Linked DNA regions of Mus musculus: region 2 is linked to region 1. A link is a contact called in public Hi-C data. All regions are on one chromosome and are shown on one strand. Each heading gives the region's core, a stretch centred on a gene start, on an enhancer-like site or on the middle of the called end of the contact. The rest is flanking DNA. Distances are from core to core; before and after follow the strand shown.

The links. A called contact is a pair of places that touch in the nucleus more often than the background predicts.
Region 2: a Hi-C map of the N1E-115 cell line shows a contact between it and region 1, with 2.4 times the contacts expected there. The contact joins two enhancer-like sites. A contact is called at or near these places in 1 of 15 datasets of contacts at CTCF or cohesin (pro-B cells) and 3 of 484 Hi-C or Micro-C datasets (the C10 cell line, the N1E-115 cell line and nephron progenitors).

The regions. Positions count from the first base shown.
Region 1 is chr15:72,605,125-72,609,321 of GRCm38.p6, reverse strand. All of the region lies in intron 20 of Trappc9 (trafficking protein particle complex 9), which reads left to right. Among named protein-coding and RNA genes, the nearest start is that of Kcnk9, 60 kb to the right of the region's middle. Within about 2 kb of position 2,026, at least 9 of the 459 cell types and tissues checked have an H3K27ac peak or open chromatin away from gene starts, as enhancers often do. A contact at or near this core is called in the N1E-115 cell line, where this site is marked.
Region 2 is chr15:72,863,518-72,867,714 of GRCm38.p6, reverse strand. The region is part of intron 16 of Trappc9 (trafficking protein particle complex 9); the gene reads left to right. Among named protein-coding and RNA genes, the nearest start is that of Gm41343, 34 kb to the right of the region's middle. Within about 2 kb of position 2,029, at least 86 of the 459 cell types and tissues checked have an H3K27ac peak or open chromatin away from gene starts, as enhancers often do. A contact at or near this core is called in the N1E-115 cell line, where this site is marked.

The DNA.
Region 1 (4,197 bases), core at 777-3,276:
ATGTGTGTGTTTACGAGCATACATAGGCATGCACACCTATATGTGTGTGTATAATTCTGCATGTTCTATCCTGTGGCCTTAATGCACTTCCTGAGCCCAGATGGGTCTTGGACATTCTTGAGCATCATCCCATGGTCCTTCCTAGCAACCTTTCCCTGCCTTGTCACTAAGCAGTGCTGTGAGGGAACCCCATTTGCTGTTCTGTGACTTCCAGACATTGGCCCCTCGGTGTTCTCTTCTCTGCATCCTCTTCTACACAGTGTTCTGGGTCTGGGCCAGAAGCTGTGTCAGCTCCCTAGCAACTATCTGTGCCCACCTGTGGGAGACATCTCCCTTCCTAAGCTGTGAATTGCATCATGGATGAAGTAATATGAGAATAGAAACAGGACATCTCACAGTAGGGATTGGCCACAGTGGGCAGTAGCAGCTGCTATCACTACCGAGCTCTGTCTAGGGACCTGGATGTCATGGTGTCCTCTGAGCTCCATCCAGGATTCACTGTCTCACTTCCCTCACTGCTTTGAGCCACCTGCTTATATGAGTCTCTGACTTTCATTGCATGCAGTCTGTTACATTGCCTGCTTTTGGGAGGAGGGGCAGTGCTTGGGACATCTGGCTTTAGACATGGAGTTCAGCCCCAGAGCTGTAAGGCTGCTCTGAATAGGCATGTAGAGATACATGAAGGCATGCAGAGATACACACAGCCATCATGCAGAGAGATACACACAGCCATCATGCAGAGATACACACAGCCATGCAGAGATAAACACAGCCACCATGCAAAGATACACACAGTCATGCAGGGATACACACAGGCATGCAGAGATACATGCAGGCATGCAGAGATACACACAGCCATCATGCAGAGATACACACAGCCACCATGCAGAGATAAACACAGCCACCATGCAAAGATACACAAAGCCATGCAGGGATACACACAGGCATGCAGAGATACACACAGCCACCATGCAGAGATACACACAGCCACCATGCAGAGATACACACAGCCACCATGCAGAGATACATGCAGGCATGCAGAGATACACACAGCCACCATGCAGAGATACACACAGCCACCATGCAGAGATATACACAGCCACCATGCAGAGATACACACAGACATGCAGAGGCTCCCCTGTGGCTCTCAAGACTCTGCTTTTCATCAGGGACATGGGCAAGGGATGCTCAGAAGGGTGACCCTCTGGACAGACACTTGGGGGCCTATGACAGTATGGACAGTATCCCTCCCGGGTGTGGAGCTCAGGAGGAGGCTGTCGAGAAGGTGGAATAACAGGATTTGGAGTGTCAGCTCATTAACAACCTGGACCAGGCTGCATGGTTATAGCCTCATACCAAACCTCCCTCTGCATTACATTCTCCCAAGAACCAGAGCTACAACTGTGTCAAAATGTTTTCCCACTCCTGGTGCTGTGCCTTGTCTCAGACAGGGACTGATCTGTCCCCTTAGACCCTGAAGGGCATAGAGTTTATTCTGGAAAAAGACATATCCTTGGCTTCTTCTGAAGCAAGAAATGGTGGGCATGCCCATCCACCCGGCTGGGCACCTATGGCTGGTTACTAAGCTCTGAGCTTCCATTTCCTGTTCTGCGGACAGTGCTAGGCCTGTGGAGGGGTGATATTGTCCCTTCCACAGCACCAGCCCCCAGTGCTCTGCTAGGGCCTCTCTTTCTCATCATGGCTTCTCGTGCCCATGTGCCAGCTTGTTTTTGGTGTGCTAACCTGCCAGGCATGCACACAGGTGGCACTCACTAACACACACACACACACACACACACACACACACACACACACACACACACACTATTTGGTTTGATAAATGATGCCTTTCTATTAGGATCCCAAGTGACTTTATAAGCAAGCTATAAATAGCCCAGAAGATTGGCAGGGCGAATCGATCGCCATTAGCCACGTTTAGGCCGCCAGCACCCTTCTCTCCCTCTGGGCCAGGCTATAGAATAATTAAGTTTCCTCTAAAGGGCTGTCACCATTAGCTGAGTCATCTTCCTGCTCACCCAACCCGGGCAGCTGTCCCAATCATTGCCAGGAGGAAATTCTGACTGCAGGACACTGCAGGGCTGAACGATAGGAGATCTAGGGCCTGGGTCTAGACATCTGCAGAGACACAGACAGGAGTAGGCTAGCATATGGAGTTTGCTTCATGAATGCTGTAGATGGTCCTCTAAATGTCCAGGGGCCACAGAACTGTCAGGATTCCCACTGGAGTCCCAGTGGCCAGCATTCTGCCTGCTACCTAGAGATACTCTTCTGTATATATTGGAGGAATGTATTTTGTATATTTATTTTTTAAAAAATTAATTCTTTTACTAACAAAATACCATTACGAGAGTATCTCACCCTCTACTTAAAATATGACGAATACTTTATATATTTGTCCTTCCCTTTTCCCCCAAGGTGTTACAGAATCTTTCTTCAATTTTGAGCCTTCGAGTATTTATCACATTATTTAATTGTAACTTTAGCTTTATTCTTAAAATTAGCACACGCAAATAAACTATTGAATGTAATATACCTATTCAGCCTGCCAGATGACAGCTGAGAGAGATCCCCACAGAGAAGAGGCCTCTCTTCTCTCTCAGTGCTAGAGACCAGACATCATGATCAAGGTGTCTGCACATGGCTGTGTGTATGTCTGAGTCTTGTTTTCCCACTCTCATAAAGATAACAGGTCACATAGGATCAGGACCTGTCTATCCAGGGCATTCTCTCTTTGTATCGGTCTCTCTGTCTGTCTCTCTGTCTCTCTCCCTGTGTGTGTGTGTGTGTGTGTGTGTGTGTACGTACGTACGTACGTATGTGTTTGTGTGTTAACTGTGTATATTACTGTGCACACATATGCTCAGGACAAATGAAGAACTCAGAGAATAGCCTAGGTGTCTGTCCCTTTTGCTTTATTTGAGACAGGGTCTCTTGTCTTCTGCTATGCACAGCAGGCTAGCTGGCTTCCAGGGATTCTGCTGTGTCTCCCCCTCATGTCCCCTTAGGAGTGCTGGAATCACAAATATGCACACCATAGCATTTGGCTTTATGTGGGTTTTTGGAATTAGAACTTCATCCTCATGTTTGTGCTTTATGCCCTGGGCCCTGCAATGACGCATTTGAAGGCCCCACACTAGGCACTCCCTCTTTTCAAGTACAAGGCATTAAAGCTTCAACATAAACATGGTCCCATCCACCTGTATGTATTAGTAAATATTTACTGTAAATAACACAGATTAGAGGTGAGTTAGGTAACCTCTGCTAACAAATTAATCTATGTTTATTGTAGAAAAATTAATTGTAGTAAGGTGAAGAAGAAATAGAATCTTCAGAGATCCCCACAGTCCAAGGCAGTGGCTATTAAGGAATAGGTATGTTGCTATAGGCTCTCTTCTGGACAGGTGTCTCAAGCAGAGCCCAGATGCCATCTGTCATCACTCACTGATGTCATCATGTTCCTGCATATAGAGGGCATATCTAAGTCAGGGTTTGTAATGACGGTGTAGTAGTCTGCTGTGTTAATGCTTCATTTTTTAAAAAAATTCAGCCCACCCCTCTGTGCTCTGTAGTTTCTAGATTCTCCATGTTATAGCCAAAGCCAGCCCATATTACAAACCTTCCAGAAGTGAAATTGCCAAGGAAAAGGCCATGTGTATTCTCCAAGGCCATTGGCTGCTCTGCTTATTACAAGACCAACCTCCATGAATCTTCCAGCCCTTAGTCTCCAAGCAGCCATGTGTGAAAACCTAAGTCCCCTTGACTCTTTCCGGCAATAGCATTTGTTTCCCTTTAAACTCTGTGACAGGCTCCTCAGCCTTAAAAGATGGCTCTGCAGCCTTTCCGTGTGTGTTCTTTGATTACTAGACAGGCTTGCCATTTTGCCCTATGCTTACTGGTTGACGTCATTTCCCTAGTCCCCATCCAAGATTTGAACCTACCAGAAAGACCACCTTTTCCATAGCTTCCACCGTCCTTTCTCCCACTGTGTCATGGCTCAACTCTCCTCCCTCTGGAATTTTCTGCCACTCCCCAGCCTGTGCTACACTTGCCCGAGTTCTCCACTGGTTCCTCTTACACAGAATTGCAGCACTCCAACCCTCCCTTTTCGTGGGGACCAGCCTGAACAGAACCTGGCGATGAGGGAAGTTTTATTTCACTTTCTCCATCTATGCTACT
Region 2 (4,197 bases), core at 780-3,279, 260 kb before region 1:
TACATTGACATTCTGATTTTTCACCTCACAGACTGAGAGGAAGGATATGTTTGCAGCAGGAAGCTTTCTTGTAAGTGCTAATTAAAAGCTGGGGTCATTGTCCTTGCTATGGGTATCTGCTGGCCCCCTCAGGAATGGAGCCATTAGCCTGAAGCACACTCGGGGGTTCATTCTGGTCTGTGCTCTATCTTGTCTACTAGACAACAAGATGGGGACTCATCACTTGAGGTTTCTGTTCTAACCACGCTGGTCCCCAGTCAGCATGCATGAGTGAAGGTGGCTTTCACAATGGAGACCCATGGTGTGTCCACCAAGACTTCCAGGGAAGAGCGAGCCTACGCTGCAGGCACTGGGGTTGCACAGAGAAGCAACCAAAACAAGATAAGCTGCAGAAGGGGAGTGGTCTGGTCAGATGCTGTGGTGGTGAGCACTGGTCCAGGAGAAGCAGGAGACGCGGTACGAGGCTACGGCAGTGGACGACAAGGGCATCAGGGGAGCAGAGAACGCAGTTTCCAGGCAGGTCACTTTTGTGGATGCTGAAGCTGTTACCAAAGGTCACGTTAACTCAGGAAATTCTTTCCACTCCCCAGACTTTGCTTTCCTCATCCGTCAGATGAGAATAGTAGAAGCGTTCATGCCCAGACTTGAAGCACTGGAGACTACTTCCAGCACTCAGTTCATACTGTACTCACACTTACAATGTGACCTGAAGGCTGCCACCAGGGCCAGACTGACGGAGGCTTTGTAGTCTTCACGCCCCAGAATTACGGTTGCACTTACAGCAGACTGCAGGGAGGAGACTGGAACCTGCTGTTGGGAAAGCTGAGACAAGACATGAACTTGAACTTTGTGCTTGGAATGGTTTGGAGTGGGGCAGAAGAAGGTTGTGGCAATGTGATTGACAGGTCTTAGGGACCATTAGGCCAAGGCAGGGGAGATTCTGTTTTCATCTGGTGGCTCTGGAGGGCGGGGCATGGTGGATGTGCTCATTCTGCAGCTGTCTGCAGCTGCCGTGCTACCCAGGCAGGTCTTAGAGGGCAGTGGCTGCTGTCTAAATGAGTGTGAGCCAGAAGTAGACATAGAACTGCTATCCTTGATAAGGGAAGTTTCCCTAAACTGAGGCAGCCACTCAAAGGAGACTCTGGAACAGGAAACGGGGCTACTGCTGCAATTTTGCTGACCCCTGTATCGGAGGACTTGCAAAGATGCTTGGGAGAGACCAAAGACGAAAAAGACATTACAGAAAGCAAAGGACAGTCCGTAGAAACAGCACAATCTAGGGAGGGGAACGTGTAAAGAGTTTGCTGAATTTACCAGTGTGGTATTTTATGACCTGACCGGGTTACTAGAAGTTTCATAGGCAAAAGACGCTTTATGTGTTGAATGGTCACCGGGATGAAGAAGCTAAGCACGAAGCAAAGCCACTCACTGAAGTTTGGTTTCGAAAGTTAGGAGAGGGGAGTTTTAGAAGTGTGTGGCTGAGTCCCCGTCGTCGCTGCTGCTTGGAGCCTCTGGCTCACGAGCCCTGCGCCCTGAGATGTGCATGTGAGGTAACTGTGCTGCCACAGACCTTGATGAGGGATATTTAAAGGGTGCGTCCTCCCTCACTTCTCCATTTGTTGTGTTCATTAAGAATTTAAGTTAGCTGCTCTGCTTTTTGTTAAGGTATTTTTAGTTTCTCAAAATTTCTTTGCACTTGTTAATTAATCCTAAAATTAATCCTACGTCCTCTTTTTTTACTCACCCCCACCCCCACCCTGCCGTAATTTCCAAGTCAGCTCTCTTTTTGCCTGTTTCTTCTTGACCCAGAGTTAATAGGTTTTTGCACCAACCTTCTCCATTCTGAGAGGTCTGAATTGGTAATTATAATCTGAGTGCCCCCTTCTCCAATCCTTGAAAGGAGATTTATTGAAGGCGGGGCCATAATGACTAACGGCAAAGCTTGGTGCATTCTGTATAGATAGCCAGACCCATCTGGTTTTCAGGACTCAGACAAGTCCCTTGGGGTTGACTTTCATTTAAGCATTTGCTGTCCCCGCATCCTGCCGCCCACATCCTTCCTGCCGTTTCCCCCCCAGCAAAGCCACCGCTCATTTGGTGCTTGATTTGGTGCTAAAATGGCATCCGATGAGGCTTAGAGTCTGCAGGGTGGTAGAGAGGCAGCAACACCCAGAGGGTCTGACACCCACGAGCTGGGGCTGCTTCCTCTCCACTGTGGGCACTGGAAGAGAGTGGAGCCATCAGCCCAAGCTAGGAAGGCAGCCACTGTGAGACAGGCCACTCCTTTGTGCTGTAAGGAGACACTCAGGCAAATCTGAGTAAGACATGATGATTCTGTGTGAAGATGTTATAGTGAAACCCATGATTTTGTATGTTAACTAAAAATATTTTAAGAGTTGGATAAAATTCTGGAGACATTGTGGTTACAATACCCATAATACCAGATTTACCCATCACCACATTTAAGTGTGCAGCCAAGTGGCATGAAATGGTCATACTGCACTGTGGGTGCCATTGCTGTCTCTTGCAGAACTCCATTATATTAAACACCCTCCCCATTTAATTATTTTGTAATGATAGTGCACTACAATGTAGCCTCTGATTCTTACTCATTCATTAAATATTCATTGACTGCCTACCTATTAAGGACTGGACTTAGCTCTGGGAATGCAAATCAAGTGAGTTAGGGACTATCTTTAAGGAACTGAGACTCTGGCAAGGAGTACAGCAGTGAAGATTCACTACCAGCCTCTGTCAGGGTTCTTGGGACAGCACAGAAGCAGAGCAGCTGGTCCCCTGGGGAGCCCAGAGGAGCCATGTGACTGGGGATCAGATGCATGTATAGAGAGGTGCAGTGGGCCATGGCTGTCTCTGCAGGGTTCATTTGATTTTTCTTAACACAGGAAACTGGAAATTTGCACTGTTGTGTTTCCTCTGGATCCTGCTGGTCCAGTACAGCGCCGTGTGGTACAAGTGTGTGTCTAACGAGAGAGGTTGCAGCTCACTGCAGATAGGTGGTGTTGTGGCCTAGCTGCTATCCTTGTGGTGTGCATAGGATTGGGGTGTGGCTCAGTCCAGAGAAGGCACATCACCCAACGCCTTTACCTCAGATTCGAGGATGCCAGGCTTAGATGTCAGGAAGGCCTTCTAGGCTCTGTGTGTGTGGTTGCTGTGACCATCATGGCAGCCTATCCCATGATGTGTGCACTGTTTCTGTGTTTCTTCGTGCTTCCTCTCCTCCTCTCTCTGTCCTTCTGAGGCTTAACCTTGCCCGGTTCAGATCGCTGTGTCTAGTGTGGCTATATATGGCCCCACTGAATGATGTTGCATTTCGGACAGTGAGGACCCGAGAGCAGATTGCCTACTGCTCTTTAGCCTTGTCATCTAAGGCAAGCCACGTGATCTCTTTGCGCTACAGCTTCTGTGGGTCAGGACCAGATCGGATTTCCCTCGCTGCTGTGTAAGCAGAGGTAGCATATGCAAAGTGCCTAAGCTCTGGCTTAGTTCTGAGGGGAGGACAGAGTTGTTCAGGTTCATGCTTTGCTTGAGATACAAGGTTCCTGCACTGTGCAGCTGGTCAGCCATTAGCCAGGAGATAAGCCATCGGCACCTCTGCTCCTCAGCTTCCTCCTCTATGAGTCAGGGATAGTAAGAGCTGCACCTGACAGAGCCAGGATGCTCCTCTGAGCACTGGACACACACGAAGGGACACAGTGAACACTCCACACTCAGAAAGCCACCACACAGCCTGGCATGTGTTTGGAGTCCTAGGAACATTTTCCCCCGTGGCTCTTGTTTCAGAAACTCAGGGTGGTGTGTGTCTCTGCCTGTCTGCCTCCTGAGCTTTAAACTTAGGGCAGGGGCATTGGGAACAGGGCCATCATGCTTCTGTTTACAGGCCTGTTTCCTCAGGCTTGCAGGGATGGAGGCAATGCAGCAGGCAGGTACCACACTGCACTGCAGTTCATCATCTTACCACACAGGGCTGCCTTTCCTTATAGAAAGCTCACAGAAGGTTTAGGTGTGCTGCGCACCTTCTAGAAGGCTCTCTCAAAATGAGGATAAGGTACCTGCTTTGCAGTTTCCATCCCTTTCCATGCCTTGTATTTGGCAGCCGTTGTGTTTACAGAGCGAGAATTCTAGCTTCCTCCCTTTCTGTAGCAAATGGCTTGGGTGGAATTCTGAAGAGGTCCTAGC